Regions from separate parts of the Mus musculus genome. Here all the other regions are linked to region 1. The links are chromatin contacts, called in public promoter capture Hi-C maps. All regions are on one chromosome and are shown on one strand. Each heading gives the region's core, a stretch centred on a gene start, on an enhancer-like site or on the middle of the called end of the contact. The rest is flanking DNA. Distances are from core to core; before and after follow the strand shown.

Region 1 (2,700 bases), core at 11-2,510:
TGTTATTTGTCAATGAAAGGAAATCAGTTGGGAGTTATAGACACTTCACACACTGTTTTCTCAATTTTTTCTGTAAATGTACAACTGTTCTAAAAAAAATTAAGTGTATTCAAAAGTGTGGGCAGATGCCTGTAATCTCTGTAATCGAAGCACTCGAGGCAGGAGGCTAACCTGGGCTGCCATGGTCAGTTTCAGACCATTTTGGATACATGGAGACACCCTGTCGTTGTCATCACCATCGTCATCATTATCAAATTTAAAAGTTGCAGTTTTAAAGGCATTAATGAAAGCTTTCTTTTAGAAAAATATGGGTTTGTTTGTTTGTTTGTTTTAACTTGGGAGGAATACTCTAGGCATCATGAATCCATCTCACTAACAAGGGGTTCAGGCATGCATGAACGAGCGCATGTCATTCTTCCCTTCTTTGAAACACACACAAATGGTTGTGTTGTCAAAATCTGGAATGTACGGGGAATTGTTAAGTGTCTCCTCCTATTCACTTCCCAAAGTTAAATTCATACATTTCTTTTCTTTTCTTTTTTTTTTTTTTGGGTGGGGGTGGGGGTGGGGGTCAAGACAGGGGCTCTCTTTGTAGCCCTGGTTATCCTAGAATTCATTTAGTCTGTAAACCAGACTGGCCTCTAACTCCCAAGCACTGGGTGTAAAGGCGTGCACCAGTCCACAGCCAGGTTTATACTTTCTTTTCCTAAGCTAATTAGGTAGTAAAATCATCAGTGATAACGAACGCACAGCTCTTGGTACAACTAGCTAAACCAGTTTACTCTGAGGATAAATAAATAAAAAAAAAATAAACAGATACATAAATATAAGACCTGCTTCTGGTCATGCAGGGCTCCAAGCCACCAGGTGGAACGTCATCCGGGTCCCGCTCACTTCTGGCTCTGGGGACTGGAAGAGACTGAAGTAAGTCTGGGTTGGACCTGAGGAGGAAGGAACACGGCGAGCTCAGGGCGAAAGGCCCAAAGGCGAGCCGGGGACGCGGCGCTCACGCGAGCTCGCCGTCCCGCGCGCCCGGGCCTGGTTAGCCCTGCCCAGGGCCCGCGGCCGCCTTCGCTGTCCCCACCCGGGTCGCACGGCGGCCGCTCCTCCGCGTCTCCTCACCAGTGCAAACCGCACTCACCCGCGCCGCTCTCCGGGCCGGGTCACTCCTCTCCCTGGAGCTGCTCCGCGGGGTAGGTCCTGAGCAAGCAGCCGGCACCACAGTCTCCCCGCCCAGCAGTCTCCGGGAGCTCCGGGCCCTCCGCCGAGATTTCTCTGGGACCAGCCCTGGGATTGGCTCTTGCCAAACTCCATCCTCCAATGGGAACTTCAGGATTCTTGACGTCACTGATCACTGGGCAAATCCCCAGGCAGCGGCCAAAGAGGTGAAGCGGCCGGGCCCGAGAAAAGGAAAGTGAAATCGGAAGCGGCCAGTGCGTCACGGTTGTCTTCCAGCTGCTGAGGTCGCGCGAGGCCTCGTGTAGGTTAGGGTGCTGAAGCCCCCATAGCTTTCGAGACCCCATTTCTGATTCCCTGCGGTTAGGGGTGGGCTGGGGTGTCTGCAAGGGCTGGGTTTTAGATGGGGTTTCCTCCTCAGGGCCTGCCTCTAACTAAGATCAGACCAGTCTATCAAGTTTTTCCAAGATCCATCACAAATATCATTTTCGAAGCTCCTGGCTAGGATGAACCATTTTTGACAACTAGCCTTCCTTACACAAGGCAGGTGCTGTTCCTGCTGTACAGAACAAAGTAAACACACATACACATTCCACACTCCACCCCACACCACAGTGATAGTTCAGTGGGTAAAGATGCTTGCCACCAAATCAGATGACTGGCTTTCAAATCCCATATCCCCCACATGATGGGACATGAGAACATCTATTCTGGTTGTCCTCTAAGCTCCACAAGCACATGCACTCTCCACCTACGCTAAATAAATAAATGCAAAACATTTAAAGATCCTGGCGCTAGGGAAACCGAGGCATTAGAGTTCAATACCAGCCTGGGCTACGAAGGGGGAATTTGTTGAAAACTGAGAAAAACTACAGAACCTGCAATATCTGGTACTGAGGCCCTCTACAGGAGCTTTGAGAGCCTCCTGCAGCTCCACAGCCAAGGACTCGACCACGCCCACTAGCCTGAAAGCCCTTTTTGCACACAGCTTTCTGCTCTGCAGGAAATCCACAGTTCCTGCTACTTCCAAAGAAGTAGTCCGAGCTGCAGGAGGGCTCCGAGTCCTAAGTCCTAACATTTCACCAACATATGGGGAGTGCTTTTGAGTTTCCTGTGAGCTGTTGTAGGGGGTGGAGCGGAGTTCTGGATGCCTGTGCTCTGGACTTTGATCTCAGCACACCCTAAAATCACTAGATACCTGCTCTTTCAGTTGATATTGGGGGTGGGAGCTTTGTTTTGTTTTGTTTAGAGACAGAGTCTCACTATGTAGCTCTGGCTGTCCTGGAACTCGCTCTGTAGACCAGGCTGCCCATATTCAGTACCGGTTCTTCCCACTCTGCCTGCGTTTCCCTTATATCTACAATAAAAATCTTCTCCATACTTAAGGAATAGTCACAGGGAGTACCTCAACGATGGTCAGAGCCAAGGAATGCTGCCAAAAAAAAAAAAAATCATATTACACAACAGAGCTCATGAAAAAGATTTATTGGAAGTGGAGTGAGAAGCAGGGCAGGCTGTGATGGT
Region 2 (2,700 bases), core at 52-2,551, 580 kb after region 1:
ATTTTAATTTTAGGCCAAAATAAACAACCCATAGGGTACATATTTTGTCACAAAAGGTACCAGATGCATGCCAAACCAAACAACCTGGATTATCTGCTGCCTGGGTAATCTTCACACAAGACTGAGACAAGAAACTGCAGTGAGGGCATTCAGTTCCTCCTACCACCTCAACAGGACTTTGTCCACTCTACTCTTACCTTTGTGCCTTGACTGTGGTTCTTTGTGGCAAGATAATTGGTTGGTGAAAATATGGAACAAAGGATCCACTAATGTGATCTCTTGAGTTGCGTGGTAATTTGTCAGTGGATGGGTGTGGAAACTGTATGTTCTTGAGTCTCACCTTCTGTCCTTAATGGAGGTTTGGGTAAGCTTAGGAATCCACATTTTAATACACTCCCCTCATTTGTCTCTGAAGGCCCATACAAAACACCCAGGGTAAGTTTCAACGAATTGCCTAACTCTGAGCCAGCAGTCTGGTTCCCCACAGATCCTGCAGGGGCCTGGATCCCTCTGCTTCTGACCTTAGCCAGTAACTGGGAATCAGAAGTAAACACCAAGCCAGGTTGAATAAATGAGAAAAGGTCAGAGGAAGGAGGGTGAAGTAGATACTAATAAATAGCCGAGGAGACCGGCCATGCTGTTGTCTGGTTATTTGTGCTGTTCATGTAGCTACTAGCCCTTGGAACAGCAAGTGCCTTTAATAAGAAGTGGGAGAAAGGCAAGAAGCTCTTTGCTTAGGGATGTTTTGTCCTGTTAACTTATTTCCTCCCTTGTGATCTGATCTTTCACACTTTCAGGTCCATGGGCACTAATGCTTTTTATTTTTGAGACAGGGTCTGGCAATGTAGCCCATAATTCATATCCTGTAATTTATGGTAGTCCTACCTCAACCTCTCCAGTGGTGAGATAGCCAGAATATAACACCAGTTATTCTGGGCATTGACTGTTTTGTTATGTTACATCCGTTCATAGAAGTCCCAAGCATCTACCCTCGGCTTCAGAAGAGTAAGACAAAATCTAACCCAATGTCCACCGCAAACAACCCTCTTTCCAACCATAAAAGACAGGACTTCGGTCCTGTTATGTTTATGTACTTTAAGATCCTTTACCTGTTCCACGTCTACCTAATACGTGAGGGATACCAAACTAGGGCTGCCTGCACACAGAAGACCTGTGGGGTCCTCTGGTTTCTGACAGAAGCTGGTGCGGGGCTGAGGGCCCCCCCCCCTCCCGCACTACAGTTCCCAGCAGACGTTGCGCACTGCGCACGTCTGGGGCGGGACATCCGCAAGGAGGGGCAGACACTCATGGCGGGCCCAGTGAAGGACCGGGAAGCCTTCCAGAGACTCAGCTTCCTGTACCAGGTGAGACGCGCTCGGGGTGGGTGGCAGCCCGGTGTTGCGGCCGCAGAGTAACCTGGATGGCCGTCCTTGTTCCCAGGCTGCACACTGCGTCCTCTCTCAGAACCCCGAGAACCAGGCGCTGGCTAGGTTTTACTGCCACACAGAGAAAACCATCGCGAAGCGGCTGGTCCTCCGGCAGTAAGGCACAGGGTGGCGGGCAGGACCCGGGGCGCGGGCTGGCAGGCAGGCAGACAGCGACCTCCTCTCTTCCTCACCCAGGGACCCCTCTGTGAAGAGGACGCTCTGTCGCAGCTGCTCCTCTCTCCTCATTCCGGGCCTCACCTGCACGCAGCGCCAGAGACGTGAGTGCTGCCCCAGAGACATTTGTGAGGTGGGGACACTAGAGGACAGGGCAGGGCTCAGCAGCTCCACCTAGAGATGGAGACTTTCTGCAGCTGACTTAGTCCCTAAAACTATCTTGGACTACATGACACTCCTTAGTTTAAAAAAAAAACAAAAACAAAAAAAACAAAGCGATTTCGTTATTATTTCATTCCTAGGGTGCATTAAGCACTACTTACTAGCTGAGTGGGTTGTGGAGGTTCACGCCTTTTATCCCAGCACTTGGGAGGTAGAAGCAGGTGGATTTCATGAGTTTAAGCCTATCCTGATCTACATAATCCGGACTGGCCAGGTCTGCATAAAGAAACCCTGTCTCACACAAAAACACATACTGTCTCTTTGCTTTTGGTTTTGATTTTGTTTTGTTTTGTTTTTTGGCACAAGTGTCACAGTAGCCCAGACTGGCCTCCAATTCCCTGCAGTCTCCTGCCCCCACATCCCTAGCTAGGATTACAAGCATGAGACAACACACCCAGCTACTGGAGTCGTAATTTTAAATGCTTCAGTTGGTAGGGGTAGAGTGCTGAGTCCTACCAGTGGCAGGGAGGTAGGTATAACATGATAAACAAGAGTCAAACACTCTAGACGCTGGGATTCCCACACGAGAGAATGTGTGCTTTGTAGGGGCTTGGGAGATGGTTCCGTGGTTACTGTGCCCGATAAGCTTAAGTGTGAGGGCCTGACTTCAGATCTCCAACACCTGTGTACAAGCAGGTTGTAAGCCCAGCCAGCCTTGGGGAGCAGGTGAAGACGTACAGATCCTCCAGAGCACTCTCTGGCCAGGCAGTCTAGCTGAAAACATCTAGTCCCAGGTTCAGTGAGAGACCCTGTTCCAAAAAGACATGGTGGAATGTGGTAAAGGAAGACAGACACCCAAACTAGATTTCTGTCCTCCACATATATATCTAGATGAGTGTTCCTGTGTGCATACACACACACACACACACAAACACAC
Region 3 (2,700 bases), core at 133-2,632, 820 kb after region 1:
TTTTTTCTTAGCACACAAAGTAATGGATTTAGCTGCAGCAGCACTCCAATGCACAATTATCATTCCACTTGGTTCTCTTTTACCCCATCTTTCCATCTTCACCCTCCCTGGTTGTATGTGGGACAGCTTACAGAATAAGGGCACTGAGCACTCTTGCCAGGCCATTGGCTAGGCTGGTAGCTAGCAAGCCCCAGTGATTCCCTCTTCAACACCCCCAGCACTCAAGTCACTGATGTGGCCAGAGGTAGCTGTTTACAGGGGTGCTTGAGATTTGAACTCAGGTCCTCATGTTTGCACAGGGCACAAATTGCTCTTCCAGAGAACCAGACTCAATTTCCTGAATCCATATCTGGTGGCTGACAATCATCTCTGACTCCAACTCCATGGTAGCCAATGCCACATCCTTGGATGCCCACCCAAATGTGGCACACATTCACGCACACACTGTGGTAGTTTGAATATGCTTGGCCCAGGAAGTGGAACTATTAGGTGGTGTAGCCTTGTTGAAGGAAGTGTGTCACTGTGAGGGTGGGCTTTGAGACCCTTCCCCTGGCTGCCTGGAAGACAGTATTCTGGTGCCCATCACAAGATATAGAGCTCTCAGCTCTATCTCCAGCACCATGCCTGCTTTCATGCTGCCATGCTTCCTGCCTTGATAATAATGGACTGAACCTATGAACCTGTAAGCCAGCCCCAGTTAAATGTTATCCTTTGTAAGAGTTGCCTTGGTGTCTCTTCACAGAAATGGAAACCCTAAGACTAAGACACACACACACACACACACACACACACACACACACACACCAGTTAAAAATAAGATGAATCTTTTTTTCTAAAAGAAAATAACAGAAACTACCTAATGAGAAGGAAACAGAAAGCAACAGGCACACTACACTAGAACAGTGGATGCCTTGTCTGGAAGGCTCTTGATGCTTTAGGTAATTACACTGAAATGACTGCAGTTCCACAAAGATACAAGTTAGCTAACTACCCAGCAGTAGAAAAGTGCTACAGTTTCGGTTTCGACTTCCCAGCTTCATCACTTCCCCACCCCCACCCCGCAGGAAAGCGCTGAAGTCTGACAGACTGACAGTGGGGCGGGGCGCTGAAGTCTAACACTGTTAACTGCCCCAAAGCCCAAAGTAAACAAGCTGAAACTCCTGGAAAAGAGTCAGAAATGTCATACAGAGGGCTCACTCCCCCTAGGGGCACTAGCCTGCAAGCCAGCAGACCCATATCCAGAAAAGAAAGCCTTCATCCTAGTGGGAAGCTCTGCAGGAACCCCTAAAGCTTGAAACTGAACCAGCCTTATCTGTTAACAGGCTTCACCCCACCCCCACCCCCACCCTATTGGTTTCCGCAGGCAGTCGCGACTTCTCTAAAGTCTAGTTTCTCAGGACAGTGGAAGCTTAAAGCTTGATCCTGACACCATGTGGGCTCTTATCTTCTGGCTTCTGAGTCACCCCCAGGACGGCGGAGCCCGTAAGTAGGGTTGTGTGCTGGGTAAATTTAAGACCGGAAAACCTCCAACCTCGAACCTTGGGCCATTTTGCAGAAGACTAGGTTTCAGTTAGTAGCTCTGTCTTCAAACTTGCTATGTAGACCAGGCTGGCCTTGAACTCAAAGGAGTTGGGACTAAAGGCATGCACCGCCAAACCAGCCCTTTCCTTACATTCTAATGTGGTTTTGAGTATTTGCTTGTATGTGTGCATAACATGCCAGAGGTCAGAAGAGGGCATGAAGCTCCCTCCAGCTGGTGCTCAGAACTATACCACAGTCTTCTGGAAGAACAGTAAGTGCTCTTAACAGCTGGGCTGCCTTCCCTACTTCTGCGAACTACATGTTTACTTATAAAGTATACACTGTGCACACTGTTGTGTAAATTTATCCATATGCATGTTTGTGTGTGCTCATGTGTAGCCTGCAACCCATAGTATAGCCCAGATGTGGAGGTCAGAGGACAACCTAATTTGGATCAGGTCTCCTTCCACCATATGGGTGGCAGCAGGTGCCTTTACTAGCTGAGCAGTCTGTCTCCCTGGCATCATCATTTGTTAAAGTCCTGGTTCTTTCTGCCAGCCCCATGCTCCTGGACATAAGATTCAGGCTCAAATTATATTTACAAATACCTTGGCCATATAGCTAGGCTCTACTCTGACTAGATTATAACTAAAAAATACCCATTTATTTTAAGCTGCATTTTGCCACGTGGCTGATTACTTGTGCTCAGGTACCACGTGTCCATGTGTCTGTCTCCTCACCTTTTTCCAGGCTCCTCTCTCTCCCGGACTCCTCCTCTCCCAGAATTCTTTCTCCTCCCAATGTCCCACCTCTATTTCCTGCTTAAGCTGTAGGCTTTTAAATTGACAGGTAAGGCATCCACAATACACAAGATGATCTCTCTACAGTCATTATCATTATCATCATCATTAATAATAATTATTGTATTATAGGATTCTATTTATGTGACCCTCAAATTCATGATCCTCCTGCCTCACACATACATGTATAATTATGTATTTCTGCTAGCTGGTTATAATGGTTGATTTCGTGTGTCAATTTGACTAGAACACAATATTCAGTTGAAATGGAGCTGGATATGGCATCTCACACCCATGATCCTGTAATCATTTGGAAGACTGAGTAGGAAGATTACTGAGTTCTAGGCAACCCTCCACCCAACCCCAGAAAAATAACTAC
Region 4 (2,700 bases), core at 71-2,570, 600 kb after region 1:
AGATAGCAATTACTTTTCACTCTGTGCCTCCCAAACTGGCAGACATATGAGGGTGCTATGAACAAGGGAACCTTGTACATAGCCTACCACCTGACTGGGTATGGGACCTGCATGTTAGTTCATTTGGCCACGCCATTTCTCATGGCATTCAATTCTTCCACTTAATAAAAGCAAATTCCAAGGTTCATACCTCAACTGTCCATGTTCAAAGGAAGCTTTCAGATAAGCTGCCTTCACATTCAACACCTTTGGAAAGCTCTTCTGCATACAATCTTATGAAAAATGACTTCAGTAGGACTCTAACTTAATGCTTTTATTGATTATTTGAAAATTTCACATGATGTATCCCAATCCCATTCACATCCCAGTCCCCCAAGTTGGCCCTCCCTTATACTCTCCCCCCCCCCCACACCAAAAAAGGAAAAATACCAAGTTTAATTCGTGTTGCCCATATACTTACTGAAGCGTTGTCAAACTCCCAGTGGCCAGCCTCTTAAAGATACCTGGTTCCTTCCTCACCCCGCCCCTGACAGAAGCCATCAGCTGTGTCAGGTCAGCATCCTTATCACAATTTTTAAAAGTTCTCTTCAGTGGCTTTTCTTTTTCTTTTTCTTTTTCTTTTCTTTCTTTCTTTTTCTTTTTCTTTTCTTTTCTTTTCCTTTTCTTCCTTCCTTCCTTCCTTCCTTCCTTCCTTCCTTCCTTCCTTCCTTCCTCCCTCCCTCCCTCCCTCCCTCCCTCCCTCCCTCTCTCTCTCTCTCTTTCTTTCTTTCTCTGTGGGCGATAAGGAAGAGGTTCTCACAGAAGCGTTCTATGTCTCTCATTCTCAGACTGAAATCATACATACCCTGGCCTTTATAGTCAGCAGCACGCCCTTAGGGCTTCAGCCTGGCAGTTTCTGGCTTCAGTATGGACCACAGTGTGGCACTCAGCAGCACGCATTTGGGACTTCCGCGGTTGCGGGCACTAGTTATAAAGTCCACCCAGATCCGCAGGAATCAAACCCGCCCTTAAAGTCTAGATCTGCCTGATGGCGCTCTGCGGGTTTCTCCTATGGCTGGCAGGCGTTCTAGCCCCCGCCACAGTCCTGAGCTGGTGACTGCGGTGTCCTGAGGGAATTGGCCTCTGCGGGGAGGAGCGGGTGGGTGGAGTGGGGCTCCACTGGGGAAGCCCCGCCCCTGCATCGCCAGCTGAACCTTCCGTCTCTTCTCCACCCGGGTCCCAAACCCTAAGCCCTGCTCCCCTCCTGGCCAGAGCACCGTCCTGGAGTCCTGGGAGGACGTCGGAGTTTCACCGCCCGCCATCCACAGGCTCACACTAGCTGTGGTATTCCCTCATCGCCGCCTCCGGACCCGCCTGGGCCTCAGGGAGCCCGGTATCATGGAACTCAGTTTAGTGAACCACAAGGAATTCCTGCCATTTGATAAAAATGCCCTGGCCCCAAGCCATGTGGCTAGAGCAGGAGGGGATGGAGTACCAAGAGCAAGAGACACAGAGAGCCAAGAATGAGGAGCAGATTTTCCAAGTGAACCCTGCTCTTAGCTACTACAACCAGCCCTTTATAGTAAGCAGCACGCATTTTGGACTTCTACAAGGCTTCTGGCTCAGCATGGACCACAGCATCTCAGTCTGTCCTAAGTTTTATCTTCTCCCCTAAAGATTTATTTATTTTATGTATATGAGTACATTGTACATTGTAGCTGTCTTCAGACCAGAAGAGGGCATCAGATTCCATTACGAATGGTTGTGAGCCATGTGGTTGCTGAGATTTGAACTCAGGACCATAGGAACAGTGGTCAGTGCTCTTAACCACTGAGCCATCTCTCCAGCCCCCGTGAGTTCACATTTTTAAAGCATCTTTCCAGGGATCGGCTCTTCTCTGATATTTCCAGGAAGACTTCAGGCTCTGCTGATTCCTCTGCTGCCTCCTCCGCCTGGGAGCCTCCATGGAACTCTCAGGCTCCTCAGAGCTACTCCTCAGGCTGCAGGCAGGAAAAGTTTGGGTGGACCTACTTGAAGCTCAGGATCTGAGCCCAAGTTAATTTGTCAAAGAGATGGTGGCTCCCTTTACAAAGCTCCTATGTGCTTGTTCCTTATGCAGGAGTCTGATGGAAACAACCTGCTACTTACAGTTTCCTTAACCCACTACTATCCAGATGTTGGCAGCACACACTTTTAATCTCAGCACTTGGAAAGCAGAAGCAGGTAGATTTCTGAGTTTAGGCCAACCTGGTCTACAGAGCAAGTTCCACAACACCCAGGGCTACATAGAGAAACTGTCTCTAAAAACAAAACAAAAATACCATGACTCTGGTACATGGTCCAGCCAGTTCTACAATTGCATTTGACCTTATGTTAACTTCATATTTAACCACTTATTGATTTGTATTAATCTTAATGTAAATTTTGTTCTTGTTAACTTTGTCTCTTAATGTTTCTGACACGGTTGTACAGTTATCACCACCTGACTCATGTTCTGTATCTTCACCATCTATTAGGTTATTTTGTGTCCCCATAGATGGACCCCCTACTGAGGTACACGAACTACTTCTTCTACATAGTGGGTTTTGTCATCTTGAAAGAGTTACAGCCTGCCTCAGTCCCTGACTGGAGATCTCTGAAAGGGAGCCATACACATCAAATAATAAAAACAATATAGAGAGCCATCAAGAAAGGCAGTCGCTCTAACACGGGAGGACCTGA
Region 5 (2,700 bases), core at 74-2,573, 790 kb after region 1:
TCTCTCTCTCTCTCTCCTCCGACTGCCTTCCCCCATCTCCCTCTCATGGCCAGGTCTATTCTGCTGGCTGTGTTCAGTCTGAGCTCTTCCTTTTCCTTCACCACGACTAGAACTGTGAAATGGCTGTACCATTTTCATTCACTACCACCCTCACTCTAGCTCAATTAGATTTTCATGACCCCTGACAACCATTTCCCACACAAAGAAGAATGAGGCAGTGCTGGGCTCCTTCTCCCCAGCCCTCCCCCAATAACCACCCTGACTATTAACCTTCACAAGGTCAGTCCATCAAATGCTAGTTCAGTGAAGGGACTCTGCAAAAGTCATTAGGGCTCCGAACCAGCTGACTTTACTCTGAGGGACTGTCCTGATCAGGGCAAATATTAAAAGGACTGCGTTCTGTGCCCAGACCCACAGTGTGATGACTCTACACAGGAGATTTCCTCCAATGGCCTTCATAAAGCCACCCAAAGAACCCAAAGTCCATGGAGAGTAACCAACATTCCTGCTCTGCTCCATCCAGCAAGGACAGGGGACCTTGCCCAGAAACTGAGAAATGGAATCCTGCCACATGTTCCCTGTGAGCTTTGAGAACTCTGCTTCAGAGATGAGTCCCAACCTTGTGCAAAACTCCATAATGCGAGCTAGTCAACTTGGCAGGTTCATTGAGAAAATATAACTCACTGGTCCTTGGCAGTGCATGTCTTTAATGCCAGCACTCGGGGGTGAGAAACAGGTGGATCTCCTGAGTTTGAGGCAAGCCTGGCCTAAAAAGGAAAGTCCTGAAGGGAGACAGACAGACAGACAGACAGACAGACAGACAGACAGACAGGAGAAGGGATCTCACCTAGGTCTCCAGTGAATTCTACCAAAAAGCTGGCTATTGCCAACATGGGCCCTGGGATGTTTCCTTCTGGAGGAGTCCTGTGTCCCATGAGAGGGCCTGAGATCAGTGTGCAGTCTCCCCTGGATTCCACAGACAGCCTCTGAACAGGTCTCGGGAAGACGGAGTGAAGGAACAGCTCTTTCAGCGCTTTCTGGGCACTTTGGGAGTCTGTGCAAATCCCTGGCAGGCAAGGACTCTCAGGACCTCAAGAGGAAAGTAGCTGGGAGAGTCCCTAATTGGCTTAGTTTCACTTTCGAATCCCCAACTTCTCTTGAGTTTTTCTGCCTAGATATTGATGACTTGGCACTAGTTCTCACTTTCTGTAGGGCAATTTCTCCTAATTATTTGATTGGCTAATAACGACGACAAGAAGCCAATCGCTGGGCTAAGATGAAAAGGCAAGAAAGGAAGTCATGACGTGGGAGAAAGGAACGCCTTTTACCGCCCTGCTCTCTCTGCGACCCTCCTCTCCCCAGGCAGGGTTGAGAGCAAGAAGGTGCAGGATGTAGGCCTGCAGAATTGTCAGACCCAGTGGCGGCTTTTGCCACTGGAAGAATTTCCAACATAAAACAGAGGATCAGTTTGGGACAATCGATTCTGCGACCAGAGGTAGTGTCATTTGGTTACTTTTAAAATTCAGATTTTCTGGTGTTTTCCAATCACTCGCGACTGTAATTTGAAGTTGGGTTCTGAGATAATACAATCGCTGTCGCTCTAGTTTATAAAGCTGTCCAAGATCTGCCCAGTCCCAGATGTCCTGGGTCCTCAGGGCCGCTGTGGTCTGCGCCCTTCTCCTGCAGCTGGATGCCAGACCATCCTGGACTCGGATCCCTTTGGGTGAGTGAGACCGGGGAGGGAAACTGTCTCTACTGGGAAGGCTAGGGATAGCACCACCCAGTCTCTGCACCACCCAGCAAGATCCTCCAGCCCCCCTTTTTCAGCTGTCCCGAGCTTGGCGCCCTGCTCCCTTCCCGGCCCGCACTCCCGCTCGAGATCGAGATGGGGATCGAGGAGGAGGAGGTCGGGGTCTCATCGCGCTCCTCCTCCCAGGTTCACACTCGCTTAGGTATTTCTACACCGCTGTGTCCCGGCCTGGCCTTGGGGAGCCCTGGTTCATAATCGTCGGCTATGTGGACGACATGCAGGTCCTGCGCTTCAGCAGCAAGGAGGAGACTCCGAGGATGGCACCCTGGCTGGAGCAGGAGGAAGCAGATAACTGGGAGCAGCAGACTCGTATAGTCACAATTCAAGGACAGCTGTCTGAAAGGAATCTGATGACCCTGGTTCATTTTTACAACAAGAGCATGGACGGTGAGTGATCCGAACCCATCCCAAGGATGTACCAGGGTTGTCCATATTCACTAGACCAGAGTTTCACCCAACACATGCCCAGTTCCTCAAAAACCAAGAGTCTGCAGGGATTTACTTGGAGTTGGTCTGTGTTCTACTCGTGTTGCTGCGACAGGACTGACCACCAACTATGTCCTTCCTAGACTCTCACACACTACAGTGGCTGCAAGGCTGCGATGTGGAGCCAGATCGGCACCTGTGTCTCTGGTACAACCAGCTCGCCTATGATAGCGAGGATCTCCCCACCCTGAACGAAAACCCAAGTTCCTGTACAGTGGGAAACAGCACTGTACCTCACATCTCTCAGGACCTGAAGAGCCACTGCTCAGATCTGCTGCAGAAATACCTGGAAAAAGGGAAGGAGAGGCTGCTGCGTTCAGGTGCCCAGGGGAGCCAAACCATGTCTGTTTCCTTTAGGCTACTTGCTGGGAGTTTGGAGAGCTGGAGGTGCTGGGTGGGAAGAG
Region 6 (2,700 bases), core at 112-2,611, 690 kb after region 1:
AGCACTGATCCTCATGGTCTCTGCTTCAGTTCCTACTTAGAATCCTCTCTCAAGGTCCTGCCATGAATCTCTTCAATGATAGACTGAGATGTGGAAGTGTAAACTGAAAGAAACCCTTTCTTCCTCAAGTTGCTTTTGGTCATGGGGTCTTATCACAGCAATGGAAACCCTCACTAAGACACAGGTGCACAAGGGCCTCACTCTGCTCCCTGCAGACACCACCCTCTCCTGCAGCTCAGCTCCTGCCCCTCCCTTGCCCTGGAGCAGCACCACTTTATAGCTCCTGGGGATCTGATGCCCTCTCTGGACCCGGAGGTAGCAGGAATTATCTGGCAGGTCTCATCTCCATTGGGTGGCAGGATCCTGGGGAAGGAACCAACAGCTCCTCCGCGGGCGCTGGTTATAAAGTCCAAGCAGCCCGAGGGCCTCAAATGCCCTGTATCCCAGATGGGACAATGGCGCAGCGAATGCTGCTCCTGCTGCTGGCGGCCGCCCTGACCCTGATCGAGACCCGCGCGGGTGAGTGCGGGGTCGGGAGGGAAACGGCCTCTGCGTGGAGGGGCGGGGACGGCACTGTGGAATCCGCGTCCCCCCGTCGCTCACAAGACCCTCCGCCCTTCTACACCCGCATCCGGAGCCCGGCGCCCTGCTCCCCTCCCGGCCCGCGCAGTGGGCCGGAGTCCCGTGAGGAGGTCCGGGTCTCACCGCGCGCCGCCCCCAGGCTCACACTCGATGCGGTATTTCGAGACCGCCTTGTCCCGCCCTGGCCTCCGGGAACCCCGATTCATCTCTGTCGGCTACGTGGACGACACGCAGTTCGTGCGCTTCGACGGCGACGCGGAGAATCCGAGGTATGAGCCGCGGGCTCCATGGATGGAGCACGAGGGGCGGGAGTATTGGGAGCGGGAGACACAGATCGCCAAGCGCAATGAGCAGAGTTTCCGAGGGAGCCTGAGGACCGCGCAGCGCTACTACAACCAGAGTGAAGGCGGTGAGTGACCCTGGGTGGGAGGTCACGAGCTCGAAATGTCCCTAGACAGGGGCCGGAGATCTCCAATCCCAAGTCTAGGTTCGGGAGCAGAACCGACCCAGGACCGGTTTCCCTTTCACTTTGGAGGAGTCCGCTGGTGGACTAGGCCAGGGCGAGCGGGGGCGGTGCGGGTGAGCGGCGCTGACCTTGGGATCCCGCAGGCCTTCACACGTTCCAGCTGTTGTTCGGCTGTGACGTGGGGTCGGACGGGCGCCTCCTCCGCGGATACCTACAGTTCGCTTATGATGGCCGAGATTACATCGCCCTGAACGAAGACTTGAACACGTGGACGGCGGCGGACCTGGCAGCGCTGATCACCCGACGCAAGTGGGAGCAGGCTGGTGCTGCAGAGCATTACAAGGCCTACCTAGAGGGCGAGTGCGTGGAGTCGCTCCGCAGATACCTGCAGCTCGGGAAGGAGACGCTGCTGCGCACAGGTGCAGGGGCCGCGGGCAGCTCCTCCCTCTGCCCTCGGGCTGGGGCTCAGTCCTGGGGAAGAAGAAACCCTCAGCTGGGGTGATGCCCCTGTCCCAGAAGGGAGAGTGTGTCCCTGGGTCTCTTGATCCCTTGTCACAGTGACTGCACTGACTCTTCCAGGGCTCAGCCTTCTCCCTGGACAGTGCCCAGGCTGTCTCAGGAGGGAAGGAGAGAATTTCCCTGAGGTGACAACAGCTGCTCCCTTCAGTTCCCCTATAGCCTCTGTCAGCCATGGCCTCTCCTAGTCTGGATTCTCTGCCCACACCCACTGTCTGTGGACATGGACTCCTGTCCTGCTGAGTGTGTCAGCCCTTACACCTCAGGACCTGAAGTCGCCTTTACCTGATGGGAGACATGGACTCCCCAACACTAGGCTGGTTGCCCCAGTTTCTAGAATTTTCAAAGAATACATTCTCCCAGATCCCTCCCTGTCTGTAACACAATTCTTTCTATTCCTACAGTGGTGAATGGTCACATGAGCCCTTATGGGCTACCCTGGAGGAATATAAATACTGGAATTTCTTTTTCTTTTTTCTCTTTTCTTTTTCTTCTTTCTTTTTTCTTTCTTTCTTTATTTTTTTTTTTTGAAGGCGTTATTTTGTTTCTAGTCAGTTTTTGTCTGCACTGGAGTGATCCTGTTTCTCCCTGCCCTCCTATTATCATTTGTATCAGTCTACATTGCTAACCTGGATAATTACACAAGATAAGTCAGGGTTCTCATTAAAAGATCGATTATTGTGAGATTACACTGTTTCCTGTCAGACCTAAACATGCAGAAGCCTCCTGCTGTCTCTCTGCCCCCACAAATTACAGTGCTCCCCCTAGTGAATCAGGAATTGGACTTTCTGAGTGACAGGGTCTTCTGAAATCCAGGGCTATAGTGAGCCCTCCCTGTGGGCCCAGTGTGTTCCAGTGAGTGCTGCACTGGGGTCCACAGCTCACTCCAGGGGTCCTGTGTAACATACCTGTACCTTGTCCCCCAGAGTCAGGGGCAGGGAGTCATTTTCTCTGGCTGCACACTTTGTGATGGCTGTTCACTTGAACTGACAGTTAATGTTGGTCTGCAAGATGACCACAGTGGAAGACTCAGTGGTGGCATCCTACCAAGAGCATATGGCCCTAATATCTGATCTTGAAATGAACTCAAACACATATTAAATTACTTTTTTGCCATTCCCTCTTCCATTCTTTGA

Evidence for each region. Promoter capture Hi-C pulls out the DNA fragments that hold promoters and counts their contacts.
Region 2: a contact with region 1 is called in a promoter capture Hi-C map of pre-B cells, with 12 times the contacts expected there. The contact joins the promoter of Rpp21 here to the promoter of Trim26 in region 1. A contact is called at or near these places in 23 of 39 promoter capture datasets (the 3T3-L1 cell line, 3T3-L1-derived adipocytes, the C10 cell line and 16 more), 1 of 15 datasets of contacts at CTCF or cohesin (the NIH/3T3 cell line), 2 of 484 Hi-C or Micro-C datasets (erythroblasts and neutrophils), 15 of 115 datasets of contacts at active chromatin or transcription factors (the 230-238 cell line, the NIH/3T3 cell line, acute myeloid leukemia and 9 more) and 5 of 9 other capture datasets (adipose tissue, embryonic stem cells, liver and 2 more).
Region 3: a promoter capture Hi-C map of pre-B cells shows a contact between it and region 1, with 5 times the contacts expected there. The contact joins the promoter of H2-T24 here to the promoter of Trim26 in region 1. A contact is called at or near these places in 8 of 39 promoter capture datasets (the 3T3-L1 cell line, the SN4741 cell line, cranial neural crest and 5 more) and 3 of 115 datasets of contacts at active chromatin or transcription factors (astrocytes, embryonic stem cells and pancreatic cancer cells).
Region 4: a contact with region 1 is called in a promoter capture Hi-C map of frontonasal cranial neural crest. The contact joins the enhancer-like site here to the promoter of Trim26 in region 1. A contact is called at or near these places in 7 of 39 promoter capture datasets (the 3T3-L1 cell line, the C10 cell line, cranial neural crest and 4 more) and 4 of 115 datasets of contacts at active chromatin or transcription factors (astrocytes, bone marrow-derived dendritic cells, embryonic fibroblasts and 1 more).
Region 5: a contact with region 1 is called in a promoter capture Hi-C map of pre-B cells, with 7 times the contacts expected there. The contact joins the promoter of H2-T22 here to the promoter of Trim26 in region 1. A contact is called at or near these places in 3 of 39 promoter capture datasets (hippocampal neurons, liver and pre-B cells) and 2 of 115 datasets of contacts at active chromatin or transcription factors (embryonic stem cells and pancreatic cancer cells).
Region 6: a contact with region 1 is called in a promoter capture Hi-C map of embryonic stem cells, with 2.5 times the contacts expected there. The contact joins the promoter of 2410017I17Rik here to the promoter of Trim26 in region 1. A contact is called at or near these places in 5 of 39 promoter capture datasets (embryonic stem cells, hippocampal neurons, liver and 1 more), 1 of 484 Hi-C or Micro-C datasets (embryonic stem cells) and 2 of 115 datasets of contacts at active chromatin or transcription factors (astrocytes and embryonic stem cells).

Annotation. Positions count from the first base shown.
Region 1 is chr17:36,835,706-36,838,405 of GRCm38.p6, reverse strand. Trim26 (tripartite motif-containing 26) reads right to left here and starts at 1,260. Exons shown (of 10, transcript NM_001025599.3): 1 at 1,142-1,260; 2 at 834-941.
Region 2 is chr17:36,256,447-36,259,146 of GRCm38.p6, reverse strand. Rpp21 (ribonuclease P 21 subunit) reads left to right here and starts at 1,301. Exons shown (of 5, transcript NM_026308.2): 1 at 1,301-1,364; 2 at 1,441-1,541; 3 at 1,623-1,705. The coding sequence starts at 1,308. Trim39 (tripartite motif-containing 39) reads left to right here. Exons shown (of 7, transcript NM_178281.1): 7 at 1-274.
Region 3 is chr17:36,019,242-36,021,941 of GRCm38.p6, reverse strand. It overlaps H2-T24 (histocompatibility 2, T region locus 24), which reads left to right and starts at 1,382. Exons shown (of 6, transcript NM_008207.3): 1 at 1,382-1,482. The coding sequence starts at 1,431. The region is part of intron 1 of A930015D03Rik (RIKEN cDNA A930015D03 gene); the gene reads right to left.
Region 4 is chr17:36,236,096-36,238,795 of GRCm38.p6, reverse strand. No RefSeq gene overlaps it. Among named protein-coding and RNA genes, the nearest start is that of Rpp21, 20 kb to the left of the region's middle. Within about 2 kb of position 1,320, at least 65 of the 459 cell types and tissues checked have an H3K27ac peak or open chromatin away from gene starts, as enhancers often do. A contact at or near this core is called in embryonic fibroblasts, where this site is marked.
Region 5 is chr17:36,041,365-36,044,064 of GRCm38.p6, reverse strand. H2-T22 (histocompatibility 2, T region locus 22) reads left to right here and starts at 1,323. Exons shown (of 9, transcript NM_010397.5): 1 at 1,323-1,723; 2 at 1,937-2,197; 3 at 2,380-2,616. The coding sequence starts at 1,639. Gm6034 (predicted gene 6034) reads right to left here and starts at 1,104. Exons shown (of 3, transcript NM_001034909.3): 1 at 848-1,104. The coding sequence starts at 935.
Region 6 is chr17:36,143,679-36,146,378 of GRCm38.p6, reverse strand. It overlaps 2410017I17Rik (RIKEN cDNA 2410017I17 gene), which reads right to left and starts at 1,361. Exons shown (of 4, transcript NR_033517.1): 1 at 1,177-1,361. It overlaps Gm10499 (predicted gene 10499), which reads left to right and starts at 430. Exons shown (of 8, transcript NM_001370818.1): 1 at 430-519; 2 at 722-991; 3 at 1,192-1,467. The coding sequence starts at 456. It also overlaps a transcript of Gm8909 not described here.